Regions from separate parts of the Zea mays genome. Here region 2 is linked to region 1. A link is a contact called in public Hi-C data. All regions are on one chromosome and are shown on one strand. Each heading gives the region's core, a stretch centred on a gene start, on an enhancer-like site or on the middle of the called end of the contact. The rest is flanking DNA. Distances are from core to core; before and after follow the strand shown.

Region 1 (7,159 bases), core at 2,975-5,474:
GAATGTGGTGCGAAGTATAAATCTCTCCCCGTCTTCTCTAATGACAACCACTCCATTGTTGTGACCTACCTTGTCACAAAAGCCCTCTTGAGCATTCATAGCACTCTTCTCACCACTCATCTTTGATTCTTTTGAGGGATTTGGTGAAAGATTGAGAAGTGAATGGAAGGTGGTAGAGAAACTCAAACCTACCATTTTGTGAAAGATTGAGAAGAGAATGGAAAGTGGTAGAGAAACTGAAACCCATCATTTGAGCACTTGTTTCTTTGCCTACCTGTTGGGTAGACATTTGTTAGTCTTGGGGCTTTGCCCTTAGATGGCTAGGTGTTGCTAGTGAAACTCTGAGAGGTGTGTACTACCCTTGATTTCTATTGGATTTATTGCGCTTGACCTCCTAGAACTCTTGATAGGAGGATTGGAGTTGAAAGAGACTCTAGACCTTTGTGGTCACCTTAACGAGAACATAGGCATGTCTTGGTGGTGTGGTTGAACTTCGAGATAAATTGTTGTCTCATGTGCTTGTTGTTGTGGTTTCGTTTGGTTTGACCTTCCCCTTTCTCTCTTGCGTTGATCTTTAATATTTTCAATCGATCTTAGTGACGTTTGTCAAGGGAAGGATACAAATAGGGATGAAAACGGGATGGGAAATTCCCATACCGTCCCGTTTCGAATACTGTTTTTTCCCGATCGTTTTCGAATTGTTCAGGAACCGATTAGAATCGGTACGAAAACGATTTAGCTAGTTTTTCGATCGTTTTCGTATTTTTCGTTTCCGAGTCGTGCTAATACCGTTTTCTACCGTTTTATATAATATGAGATAGATCTAGCATGTAATTTATTTAAGTTATAAACTTTTGTTGTGTTCAAGTGAATGAATAAGCGAAAAGCAAATGTTATAATTACTCTAACTAATATGAATGATGATAAAGAGTTGTTTGTGTATTTCTAAATCTTAAAAATTAGGCAATAACACTTTACTATGTTTTTGATAAAACTACAAAATAGTTATCTTTCCGATTATAGTTATCGTTTTCGAATAACCGACAATTCTGATCCCGTATTTCGACCGTTGGTTTTTGTTTTCGTCCCGACCAAAAAATATGAAAACAAAAACAATTTAGCTGTTTTTTCGACCGTTTTCATCCCTAGATACAAAGGGGGTCTATCAATCGTAAGTGTGGTAATTCAGCGATCTATTTTTTTTGTTGAGATTTGGTGCTGGTTTCGTAGATCTTCGGAACTTCCCGACAAATCTCCATAAGAGTTCCGGACTTGGCTAATCTGCTTCTTGAAGTGTGACTAATTTCTTTTCAGTAAGCGATGTACTTGTTCTAACTATGCTTATTGGATCATACAAATCCTTAATTAAAACAAACCTAAGTCCCTCTCAAGAAAATGATCCTAAAGCTAACCAATGTGTGTAGCCATTAATGTTAGGCTATGTCCAGCAGATCGTGTATGTGGCCGTGAAAAACACTGTTTTACACTTTAGAGAGTACTATTTATATAGTGGAGTTTGAAATGAGAGATGCGGATAAGTATGCTGTTGGAGATAGCCTTACCATGGCAACTTAAATTTCATTGTTGGTATGTCTCTTCATGTTTCTTGAAGCTATACATTTTTAGGTCTGGATACCCTAGGATCTTTTCAAGTATGAACTGAACCTAAGGATTTGGATCAAATTGCAGCAATCCAATTAGGCCTAGGCCGTTGTAGTGAACTAAAAACCATCAAATTGTCACTACATTTTTTATTGTTTAAGGAAAATTGATGTTAGCTATCTTGAATATTCTTGGTGGATGATATGTATCATTGTGATGTTCAGTTAGCTTAGAATGTGTTTTGTTACATTATTCCGTGAGTCATTTTTCCACTGTTCTGAATTAAAATTTTCTAACAGATTCCAGAGACACGAACTGGAAAAGATAAAATAGATGCTGTGGTTGTTGACGAGGAGTCTGTTGGATCTGTAAATCAGCATGGAATTGGAGCTAAGATTCTTTGCGGAGAAAAAGCTTTGGATGTCTATCTGGCCAATCACAACAATAAAGAATCAACGGTACATACCATTTTCATTTTAATTTTCACATAAAATTGGTTGCATTGTCTAGTTAAATCAAAACGACGGGCTGGTCAGCTTACCTATTGGCTGGTTGACATTAAGTGTTTTACAGAGCAGTTAAGAGATATGTTCATGTCATTGTTAGTTTTTATGATGGTATGAGGCATGGTTTTTTCAAGCAGGGTATTTTCACAACCACTTAATATTAAGAAATACCCAAGTCTATGTTCATTACTCATGAAATTTTATGCATAGTGGTGGGATTGTGCATTGATACGTGCAAATGTACAAAATGGTCAATGTGCCTGACCAATTAGTGAAGTGACCAGGCACTTGATAACATAAACTAGTATGTTGCCTGTGCTAATGTTATGGGCCACATTAAATCCAAAGTTAATTCTATCAAATTTGAAGTACTTAACTAATTGTTCTTTGCCAAAGCTGTTTCCATAACACTGAACTGAGCACTGAAAGTTCAGTGTTTTGCTAATACGACCAGGTTAGGACTCCTGACTCCATTTTTTAAGAAATGACACTGGCACAAGGCATATTAGTTTTTAGACAAATAACATATGGCACCATACCCAAGCTACATTGATTTATCTGTACAGTCCCTACAAAACTGGTGCAAACACTCCATGACTGCCCGTGTCTTCCGAATAATTCCTGCAAAATAGGATCATAACAGAGACAGATGATCAGGCACACACATTTTGCACTTAATGTTACTTAAAATTTCACAAATGAAAAACTTACAGAACCTAGCTTCTAATGTAAACCAACTAGGCCTAGGAGCACATAAAAGAAAAATATTATAAATGTGATGAGCTTGACTTTCAGGCTTTCTGAAAGTTGAAAGAAAAAGATTATAAATGTGATGAGCTTGACTTTCAGGCTTTCTGAAAGTTAAAAGAAAAAAGATTTATAATCCACTTACAACTTATTTTTTGGAAGATAACGACAACTCACATACTTGCACCCATGTATTATATGGAATTTGCTACTTTCATATTTTGTAAGAAAAGATATTCGTTAGTAAGAAATTAGATCTCACAGCAATTGATGAGCTAATTTGCACCATATAACAAGTAATTAAGTACCAAATGCAGACCAAAGAAATGCTGGGTATAATCCGGATAATGGTAAAAAGGATAAGTTAAGGTGTAAGAAATTAGATACAGTTAACATTATAAGATTTGGCGTGTCTTTCGTGTTGGGAAAGGAAGAGGGAAAAAAAACCGAACGATTACCTTCACAACCAGTGACGTGGTGATTTTTGTAAGAAGTTAGCACATACATTGAAGGATGGCCGTTGGATTTGGTTGATTGAGAGAATGGCTGAGAGATGATCCGGCGCGTATGTTTTTAGGATGCTACATGTTTGGCTGCATACGTTGGTGTGTCCATGGTGGAGGTGATTAACGGGTGGATCAAGGATAATTATAACTGGTACTCGGTTCTTTTTTATTTGTCACGTTTTAGTTAAAAAATGAACTAGTCGATAACAAATATTCGATAACGGAGGTAGTATTTTATTTATGGGCAGAGATCCACTTTACATTGATGATTTTTTGAGGTTCTGGTACGTTGTTTTGCAATCTTACGCTGCTCTCTTTTTGCAGGGCCAACTCCAGGAGAGACCAAACGGGGAATCAGAGATCGATACGGAAGCCCCCTCTAGAGTGGCCAGCATGTAGAGGTTCCTGGCAACAATAATTATGTATATAAATAACTTATTGTCTGCCTTGTAACTGTAACCAATTCAAATGTAAAGTCGGGCCATATAAATTCATCATGTGACCGGCGCTGGGTTGTAATTTGTCATGTTGAATTTCGGGGGACTGAAGCTTGATCTTGCAGTATTTACATAAGGAAAGTAAAGAGGATCGCTTTGCGTCTTTGGGCAAATCAGGGAACCATCCAACTCTGATTTCCGTTTCATCTTTCACGCGATGGATAGGTATGCTAGTAGCCAGATCTTTTTTTTGAAGCCTGCAATGTTGTTCCGTATGGTTTCGTTTCAGGTTTTTTTTTCTGACCTGCGTATTTTTTCCCCCAATGGTTGGCGCGTATGCGAACTGCCTGCCAGTCAATTTCTCTCGTGACGCACTGTAACAGCGTGATGACAAAAAAAAAAAAAGATTTGTACGTGCGCACACGTCATCTAGGGTGAAGTTTCACCTAGACTGAGCTAAACGTTCCACCAACTGAACCAGTCAGTCAGTACATTAAACCCTTCTGGATTTGCAATCCACTATCGAGGCCGTGCGCCTAGTAACATGTCTGTAATGTGTGCACATTGTATTGGCTCCATGGACCCCAGCAATATAGATATAGATTTTCTAGAAATGTTAAATAATTATTTAATCATTTCTGGAAATGTTCAGTAACTAACAAGGCATCTTGGATGAGTGATAACATTTCCGGTAAAAGGACAAGTAATTGTTAAACAGAATTGTCAGTAATTATCACTTCCGCAGTGAAGAAAGAAACACCTATTCAATCATTAATTAATTAATTATTTATTAAAACTCCATTATTTAACTCCGTCTATGTTGATTGGAAGACTTCCTTGAGTCGTTTCAACATAGCCGGTCCCAAGCCCGGTAAAGGAGGGTTGTTAGGTCCGGCAAACCAACGTAAAAACCAGCCAAATCTTATGGAGATGAAACCACAAGGAAAATCGTTGGGGCGTAACCCTCTTAGCGACGCGCCATATCGGAACTCGGGTATGGTATTAAATAAGCAAGGGCCGGGCCGTCACCCCTTAAGTGATGCGCCGTCTCTTGATCTGGAGCCGATGATAAGTGAGCAAGGATCGGGTCGTCGCATCCTTAGTGGCGCGCTACATCGGCGCCCGGGTGTAGTGGAAAATGAGCAAGGGTCTTTGCATCTTCCTCGGCGGGTGCGAAGGGTAAGGAAGCTAGTCGAGCCAACTAGGGTCCGTGTAGGTAGTTGGAACGTAGGTTCCTTAACACGACGTTGCGGTGAGGAGACGGGTAAATATTTTATGCGTACAAGAGACCAAGTGAAAATGACAGAAGGCGAAGGAAGTGGAAGGTATAGGCTTCAAGTTGTGGTACACGAGGACTGCAGCAAACAAGAATGGAGTAGGCGTCTTGATCGACAAGAGCCTTAAAGATGGGGTAGTAGATGTTAAGAGGCTAGGAGATAGAATCATCCTAGTCAAACTGGTCACTGGGGACTTGGTTCTCAATGTTATCAGCGCATATGCTCCTCAAGTAGGCCTTAATGAGAACTCAAAGAGGGAGTTCTGGGAAGGCCTGGAGGACATGGTTAGTAGTGTGCCAGTTGGCGAGAAGCTCTTCATAGGAGGAGATCTCAATGGCCATGTGGGTACATCTAGCACCAGTTTCGAGGGTGTGCATGGAGGCTTCGGCTTTGGGACTAGGAATCAAGAAGGAGAGGAAATCCTGAACTTTGCCCTAGCCTATGACATGTTTATAGCAAACACTTTCTTTAGGAAGAGGAAATCCCACCTAGTGACCTTCAGTAGTGGCCAACACACTAGCCAGATTGATTTCGTCCTCTTGAGAAAAGAGGACAGGCATGCCTGCTTAGATTGCAAGGTTATACCTGTAGAGTGTGTGGTAACCCAACATAAGCTTGTCGTAGCTGACTTCCGTTTTAAGATTCGTTTACAACGGAATAAGCATAACAAGGTCACTAGAACAAAGTGGTGGAAGCTTAAACTATGGAGGCCATTTTCTTACTAAGGCAACTTATGGAGAGATTTAGAGAACAAAAGAAAGACCTGCATATGGTCTTCATAGACTTGGAGAAGGCTTATGACAAAGTACCTAGGAGTGTAATGTGGTGGGCCTTAGAAAAACACAAAGTATCAACAAAGTACATTAATCTTATTAAATATATGTACACTAATGTTGTGACAAGTGTCCGAACAAGTGATGGAGACACCGATGACTTTCCAATTAACATAGGACTACATCAAGGGTTAGCTTTGAGCCCTTATCTTTTCGCTTTGGTGATAGATGAGGTCACAAGGGACATACAAGGAGATATACCATGGTGTATGCTTTTTGCTGATGATGTGGTACTTATTGAGGAGAGTAGGAGTGGTGTTTCGCAAAAGTTGGAATTGTGGAGGCAGACGCTGGAAGCAAAAGGTTTTAGGCTTAGTAGGTCTAAAACAAAGTATATGAAGTGTGATTTCAGTGCCATGGGGTATGAGGATGCCGATGTTAGTCTTGATGGGCAAGTGGTACCCAAGAAAGACACTTTTCGTTACTTAGGATCAATGCTTCAGGAGGGAGACATCGATGAGGATGTCAGTCATAGAATTAAAGCTGAATGGTTGAAGTGGAGACAAGCTGCGGGTGTCTTATGCGACCCCCGGGTGCCACACAAACTAAAAGACAAATTCTACAGGACAACAATCCGGCCGGCTATGTTTTATGGAGCAGAATGTTGGCCCACTAAAAGACGACATGTCCAACAACTAAGTGTGGCAGAGATGCGTATGTTGCGCTGGATATGTGGCCACACAAGGAGAGATCGAGTCCGGAATGATGATATACGAGAGAGAGTAGGAGTGGCGCCGATTGAGGAGAAGCTTATGCAACATCGTTTGAGATGGTTTGGACATATCCAACGAAGACCTGAAGAGGCACCAGTGCATATCAGAATAATTAGGCGTCCCGAGAATGTGAAGAGAGGTAGAGGTCGACCAACCTTGACGTGGACAGAGGCTGTGAAGAGAGACCTGAAGGTGTGGAATATTGATAAAGAGCTCGCCGTGGATAGGAAGGGGTGGAAGTGTGCAATTCACGTGCCAGAACCCTGATTTGTAGTTTCTCTTTTCCTCCTTAATCGTTTGACCTTTTCTTGTGCCTCTTTAAATCTTGCTGGTTCTTGTGGGGTTTATCTCTTTTTATGTGTTTCCCCGTTTCGTCGTTTTTCGATTCTCCTTTGCCTTTGTCTCCCTTTTCTTTTCTTTGGGGGTTGAGCTCTGAGGTTTTCATATGGAGTTTTATCTCTAGCCTACCCCAACGTGCTTGCGACAAAAAGGCTTTGTTGTTGTTGTTGTGTTATTTATTAAAACTTCAGTAACTTTA
Region 2 (7,159 bases), core at 2,628-5,127, 590 kb before region 1:
CTGCTAAAAGCTACAAGATGCCTATGGGCTACATAACTAGAATAAACAATACAAGACCATTTAAAGCTATTATTTTGAATGAACAAGGTAAACATATTTTAAATGAAAGGATAAGTTAATATGAAAGCAAACAAGGGCATTGAAGCTTACAGATTTCAGATAATTGGACATACTGATGAACCAGAATTAGCAAAATGTATCATAATAGTTGCTACTCCGCCATATGTGCTGAAGGACCAAAATATTACCAATAAAACAACAGCTATATGAGGATGGTAGGAAGGAGGAAAAAATACCTGATTTGTTTCACAAATTTGTGGATCAGAAAACCATGTCTCGTCAACTGTGACCTCAGGAGTCCTTGGCCTCCTGTTGTAGGCTACAGCAGCCATAGATGATGTTACAACCACCTTTTTAATAGAAGCTTTCTTGCATGAACCGAGAACATTGAGTGTTCCCTTAACTGCTGGGTCAAGTAACTCTGCCTGAAAAGAGATACAAATAAAATAATGAAACATATAACTCCTTATATAACTAGTAAAATTCGTAATTTCTCGCAAAGTTCAACGTAATACGTGGGTCCAACTCCAATAAGGTGAAATCAGTAGATAGGTGATGTTGACATATGTCAATTGTTATTGTAATAACATTATCTGTTCAAAAGCTGTAAATCCTGATTTGTGATTTAACAATCCTCTGTTTAGAATCATTGTGACTTTACTTACTCCCTCCATCCTAAAATAAGTGTCACTATGGTATTCGTGCCGGTCAAACTTTTTAAAAAGTTTGGTTAGGTTTGTACAAAATATTAACATTTGTATCTCCAAATAAGTTTATTATAAATATATACTAGTCGGTTACCTGTGCGTTGCGACGGCTCACAACAATATCCACGTAAATTATCCACCAAAAAGATATCAAGGTTTTTTATTGATTGTCTTCGCTCTTCGCATAATATTTTTATGAACGCACGGGTAGCAAATCAGAGACTCTCATCCCTCGTCTCCCCCACTTCTAAGGTTTGAGGGGAAGGGAAAAGACGGACATACCTGTTCGTTGCCGGAGAAGGACAGGACGAAGATCTGGGTATCTGGAGGCGACATAGGTAGTATACCGCTAGATATATAGGGAGAGAGCACGCAAGCGAAGAAAGAAACCCAGCTGGAGCAGCTCCAAACCGAGAGACACACGCACCAGGCGTCAATCCGAGAAGGGCTAGAGAATGCGAGTGTCTTCCCAGCCCTGGACCCACCGAAACGACACAACACCATCACCAACTCCGTAGCATATGCGGACTGCTGCCACGCTACAATCCTTGGTTGTCCAATATCTCAGACCTGGACTCCTCATCGCCAAGATAACCTAAGCGTGGCAGGCGCCACCATGTCCTCCTCGACGGCACGCACGGAGAAAGGCCAGGAGCATGACTGACTCGTCCCGTACCTTCGTCGACGAGCGTCGGTCGGCTCGCGGCTACGACCGTGGGCGGGGGCAACAGGTTGGGGAGGAAGAACAGGGCGAAGGCCAGGAAGACGAACAGGACGTCCGACGACGGCGAAAACGATGGTGCACACATGATGTGAAACGTCCTCATGGACGTATAATAGCCACTGGTGCTTTAAGTATAGTAGAGATTATATATTTGAATATCTTGTATATAGGGTATATAATAAAAAATATTAGAAAACTAAAACCGTATATAATTTGAGATGGAAGGTGTAATTTGATTTAAAACGATTTTAGGAATTTGAAAAGGAAATCTGTTTGGGCGACTGTGGAATTCAGGAGGCGACTGCGACATACGACGAAGCCGGCACACGCAGACGCACCGACCTCCTCTTCTCGCTCGTCTGCTTCTCTTTTGCTCATTTTAACCGTCGCTCGTGTCGCCTTCTCCTATGTCGCACCCGACTGCTGCCTCTGAGCCTGCCCCCGCCACCTCGGCGCCCTAGTCGCCGCCGGAGCGCCGCCTCAACGTCTCGATCCCGGTACTTCCTCCCCCGAATCTCACCGAGCCCGCCAGATACACCCTTCTTTCATCAGGGTGTGGGTTCAAATCCCAACACTTGCACCGATTTTTAACATAACACACCTCCTGCACCGATTTTTAACATTTTACGTTGAGTTGATTTGGAAGAAATGTAGGACTTTTTTGTAAAAAGATGACCGTTGAAACTGGTGCTTTAAGTATAGTAGAGATTTAAACAATCTATCTAATGATAATAATTACGTACTATAAATATTAATATTTATTAAAGACGTTTGAGTCTCAGGAAGTGAGAGTGACACTTACTTTGAGACAGGAGTAAATCAATAGTTGGAATTTTGGCTTTCAGAACAAAAAGTAGGGCTTACAAACATAATATAGCATAAACAAGTTGGTCTAGGTATTGACGTGATGGTCATGGACTAATCACTTAGATTAATTTTTGAATTAGAAAGTGACCCTATCCAATAAGGAATACCAATAAAAGTACACACTGAAGTACAATGCCCCCAACAAATAAGCCAAGGGATTGGCTCAATGCAAGAGTAGCAAGACCCTGAAGGGCACGTAAGTTACTAGGTGCAAAATAACAACAATAAATTCATGGCAAGTACAGAAGCTCAACACACATGGCTTCGACACCATGCACCTTGAAGCTGATAAAAATTGTAAATGTATGATAAATCTAGCAGCAGACGGGAACTCTTCTTTCCATGAAGTTTTCATTAAACAAACCTTAGCATCCTTGACATTGTGATAAAAGGGAGAGGCAGTATGAAATACAGTGTCGCATCCATGAACTGCAGCATCGAAAGAACCCTCTTCTAGCAGGCTAGCTTTAAATAAGTGCAGCCTATCCTTAGCACCATCCAACGCAGTCAGGTGCAATGTTTTCTTTGGGTCAGCTGAAAAGTGAAGACAACAATGACTGTATGCCAAAGGTAATATTGCGTATGTGAAATGAAGAACAGAGAGTGCGAAAATAGTAAAAAATAATAGTTTGGTAGCGCAACATAGAGAACTGCAGAGTCCGGTAAAATTCGTTTATACGTAGCCACTTGGAAGGGAAGTAAGAAGTACACATAAAACTGAAGAGAGTGAAGATGAGGTTGGACACTTGAGCCATATGTTTCAGCCGATATTCATGACACTCTTTTGTTCCCGAGGGTTACATTGGACATAGAGTTCCTGTTCTTTTTTTCTCCAGAGAGGGGCTTATTCTCTCCCTTTTGGAATTTGGTGTACCGATATGTATGGGGATACAAAGTAATCCTTAAGAAACTGACCAAACAAGTTGATCGGTAGCAGCATTTTTCAGTCTACAGATGCAATCAAAGATTTCGGGTGCCTCCGGCAAGTGGATCCATAAGCAAAATAGTACCAAATCTGCCATCCCAAATTTACCAAGGTAGGATATCCAGTCCCGTGCCAACTAATCAATTCCCAGTCTAACCTAACCAATCTCACAAAACATCATAGCGATTCTGCTAGCTACCACAAGGAAACAGTGGAAAAGGGAAGACAAGGGGACTGGGGAGGACGGGCCGGGATGCGCACCGGTGTCTCGCACGGTGGCGCGGACGGTGTAGCCGCGGTCGAGTAGGAGCCTGACAATCCAGGACGCGATGTACCCTGATGCGCCGGTGACGCAAACCACCTTCCCCGTCCCCATCGTAGCCGTCGCAGCAGCAGAGGCCATAACCGCCGCCTTGTGTTGTTGCGTTGCGCCTGAGCCTGCTTCGCTGGAGACCTGGAGTGGTTACAGGCAGCCGCGCTGTGAGGGAAACAGAGATACGGATTGGGGAGATTTAAGCATCCGTGATTCAGTAGCCGTGGGAAAATTGGAGTCTTTTGCTCTGTGTTACTGTTAGCGGCATCATCTACCTACTTACGTCACTATAGTCTAGGTTTGGTATCTAATTCCATCAGCGCTTACCTCAGTCGGTCAATCTTAGGTTGAACACGAGGACTAGTCACACAGGAAATGTGGAATATGATCCAAATTTAATTTTTTTAACTCTATCGGTTCTAATTTATAATTCATTTAACTTTTTTACCATAAATATAATCAACTCATCTTATTTAAAAAATTCATAATTATTATTAATTTTTATGATGATGTTGTTTAGCATATAATATATATCTATACTTAAATTATCAGTTTCAACGGTCGTTCCGCGTCATGTTTTTACAAATAACCCCTCACATCTATTTAAAATTAACATGTCGGTCCCCTCTGCGCAGTCAACCTCCACGTCCCAAACCACACCTCTGCATATAGACGACTAAACGAAAACGACGACCCGACACGGGCCCGCTAGGCCCGACGCTGCAGGCACAGCACACCGCCCTGCTGACCATGTCGGACCAGCTCGTCGGGCTATTTGGTTAAATCAGCGTAAAATGTTAAAAACAGTGTAGGAGGTGGGGTTTGAACCCACACCCTAATAGAAGAAGGATGGGAGACACTGGACGAAGGTATAGTTGGTGTGGTATATGATTGTTCATGTAATGGTGAATGGTACACATGTAATGGTGTATGTTTATTTATGTGGTGTATGTTTTTTTTGTATGTACGATATGTGAATCTATATTAGAAGCTGACTGTGTGGTAGAAGATCCAAACACGTTCTAAGACAACCCGCAGGACACGTTCGAGCAAGGCAAGTGGATTCTCCCTCTGCATTTCTGTTTGTACCCAATAATGCATATAATAATATTTACTTTTCGAATATTTGCATAATTTGATGGGATTTGTCTAAATAGGGTTTCCTATAAATACCAACCCTATTCCTGGATTACCCTGGGATAAATATTATGCTTAGCAATTTGTGCTACCGCTCAACTTGATAATTATGATGTCACTCATTAATGATACTAATGTTCCAGAAATGAAGTTTGTATTATGAAATTAACCCGATGGTTAAACAAGATCATTTCGTATTAAATGGCACATAGAGTGACCACCCAGGATAACAGTGCAACCACGAGTGCTATAATGGCTCTGGCTTTGGCAATATATAGCTCTATAGACTTAGTGCTTAGCAACCCTACCTGAAAGATGGGCAAGAAGGGGCGGCAGTGGTGTGGTGGAAGCTTATGTTAACATAGGGTGGTAGTCTTGGCTAAGTTACCTCGCCTAGAGGGTCATCAATACTGACGTGGAAACCTTAGCGGTTGGCTTTGTACTAAGGATATTTTGTGAAAGCCTCGTAATGGATCCCTAGTCATTCACCTTGGCAGTGTTTATGGGTCCGTACAACCTAAGCTAGATGGGATACATGGCTTGTGGGTAAAGTTGTACCACCTTTGCAGAGTGTAAAAATGATATGTCAACCGTGCTCACAGTTAAGAGCAACCTGGACCCTCACGTGATAATTAAACTTAAAGATGGAAAATAAATCGTGATCCTATGATTTATAAATAGTTTGCTTAAGTGGTTTCACTTAAGTGTTTTTGAGATTTAATTTTGTACTTATGTTTAATTAGAAATTTTGGGATACACTTACAACTAGTAAGTCAAGCGTTGTTAATAAAATATTGACCAACTAAAATGCTTACCGCTTATCCATAGCCTACCTTATTAAACTTGCATTATTCCTCCCACTTGCTGAGCCCCGACCATAAGTGAGCTCAACCCTTGCTAATATTTTAAACAGAGGATGAAGAAGAAGACTTTGCAGATGATGTTGATGAGTACTAAGTCTAACGATGCGCCAGTCATCTTCCTGTGGAAGAGCGTCCATGTTTTATCCGTTGTACTTTGATGATGATACTATTTAAGACACTTATGTCTGGAATATGTAATAAATTAACTCTATTCTCTTTACGCCTTTATTGCATTGTCTTTTCATATATTACACTTGTGACGTCAACATATGTGTGGAAAATGGATCCTGGCACACATATTCTATGCATTCGATTTTGCCCCAAAAACTGGGTGTGGCAGAAGTGGTATTAAAGCTATGGTGAATCTAGGTCGTTAGACTAGTTAGAAATGGAAAGCCCAGTCTATTCAAAATATGCTTATTTTGCTCTTACAAATATATTTTATTAATCTTGTCTCTTTAAAACTCAACTAAGGTGACATTTTCTCTTGTAGATGGTGTGTACTATCCAGACCACCCGTGTGAACACCAACTATATCCCTCCGCCATGGCAGGCTCCTGTCTACCCAGTGGTAGTAGAGGAAGTCCCTGTGGATCTTCACCACCTTCATGTGGAGAATGGAGTGATTCTAGAGGACAGCTCAAAGGAGATTTTGGCGACACCCACCCCGTTGTCAAAATCACAAGCCTTTGCAGCTGGAGCTTCATCTTCAGCACCGCCAGCACCAGCACCCCAAGCCCCTGCTCCTGGAGGTGACAATCCAGATGATTCTGGTGATGGTGGAGAAGATGATGCTAAAGAAGAAGAAGAGGAGAAAACAACAACGAGGAAGCCAATGATGAGAAGGAGGACAACTTCATTGGGATATGGTCTGTCACTGAGCATTACACTTCAATGTTCGAGACAGGACACTTCCCAAACCTGCTGCAGGATGTACTGCATGCGCTAGGAACCTACGTCCGACCTCTATTTGACACAAGGCGAGTGTCTAAGCCTCCTCGGGCTTGCTACTACATCACTCGTGTGTATATCAGGGTGATGAATGCAGAAAATAGGAGTTTCAGGACTCTATCAGCCCATGAGTCTCTGACGCCCCTATCTACCTATGCTACTTCGGTCAGCAATGCTGCTAAAAGACCTCTGTGGTCTCTTAGCCACACATATCGACAACAGCTGCACGACACGAGGTACATACATCTTCCTCTACGTCTTTGTGGAGAAAACCAGACCATTGTTGTTCTAGGTGAAGCTGGAAAAGATCGCCTCAACACCCTTGTAGGTGTGGTGGCAGGTCTTAACATTGACCTGGACAACGCTACCTTGGATCTCTCGAGAGTACATGGAGAACTTGAAGAAGCCCATGCCAGGATTGCAACCCTTGAAGCTCAGCTCGAAGGAAGGAATCCATCAGAAGCCCAAGTCTCTGTCATAGCTGTGTCCCCACCTCGCAAGAGGATTCGCTATGGAGAACCATGATCTATCACCAGGCTACTCTAGATTTATAAGTCATATTGTAATAAGTTCAGTTTTGCATTAAACGATGAACCTTCTTATGATACTATG

Evidence for each region. A called contact is a pair of places that touch in the nucleus more often than the background predicts.
Region 2: a Hi-C map of ear shows a contact between it and region 1, with 2.0 times the contacts expected there. The contact joins the promoter of LOC100284029 here to the enhancer-like site in region 1. A contact is called at or near these places in 2 of 25 Hi-C or Micro-C datasets (ear and tassel).

Annotation. Positions count from the first base shown.
Region 1 is chr5:133,030,561-133,037,719 of Zm-B73-REFERENCE-NAM-5.0, reverse strand. LOC100281116 (ATP-dependent Clp protease ATP-binding subunit clpX) reads left to right here. Exons shown (of 15, transcript NM_001154035.1): 14 at 1,902-2,060; 15 at 3,686-3,961. The coding sequence ends at 3,760. Among protein-coding and RNA genes, the nearest start is that of LOC100281116, 13 kb to the left of the region's middle. Within about 2 kb of position 4,224, at least 6 of the 20 cell types and tissues checked have an H3K27ac peak or open chromatin away from gene starts, as enhancers often do. A contact at or near this core is called in ear, where this site is marked.
Region 2 is chr5:133,618,143-133,625,301 of Zm-B73-REFERENCE-NAM-5.0, reverse strand. LOC100284029 reads right to left here and starts at 3,877. Exons shown (of 6, transcript NM_001156927.1): 1 at 3,545-3,877; 2 at 2,723-2,892; 3 at 297-485. The coding sequence starts at 3,686.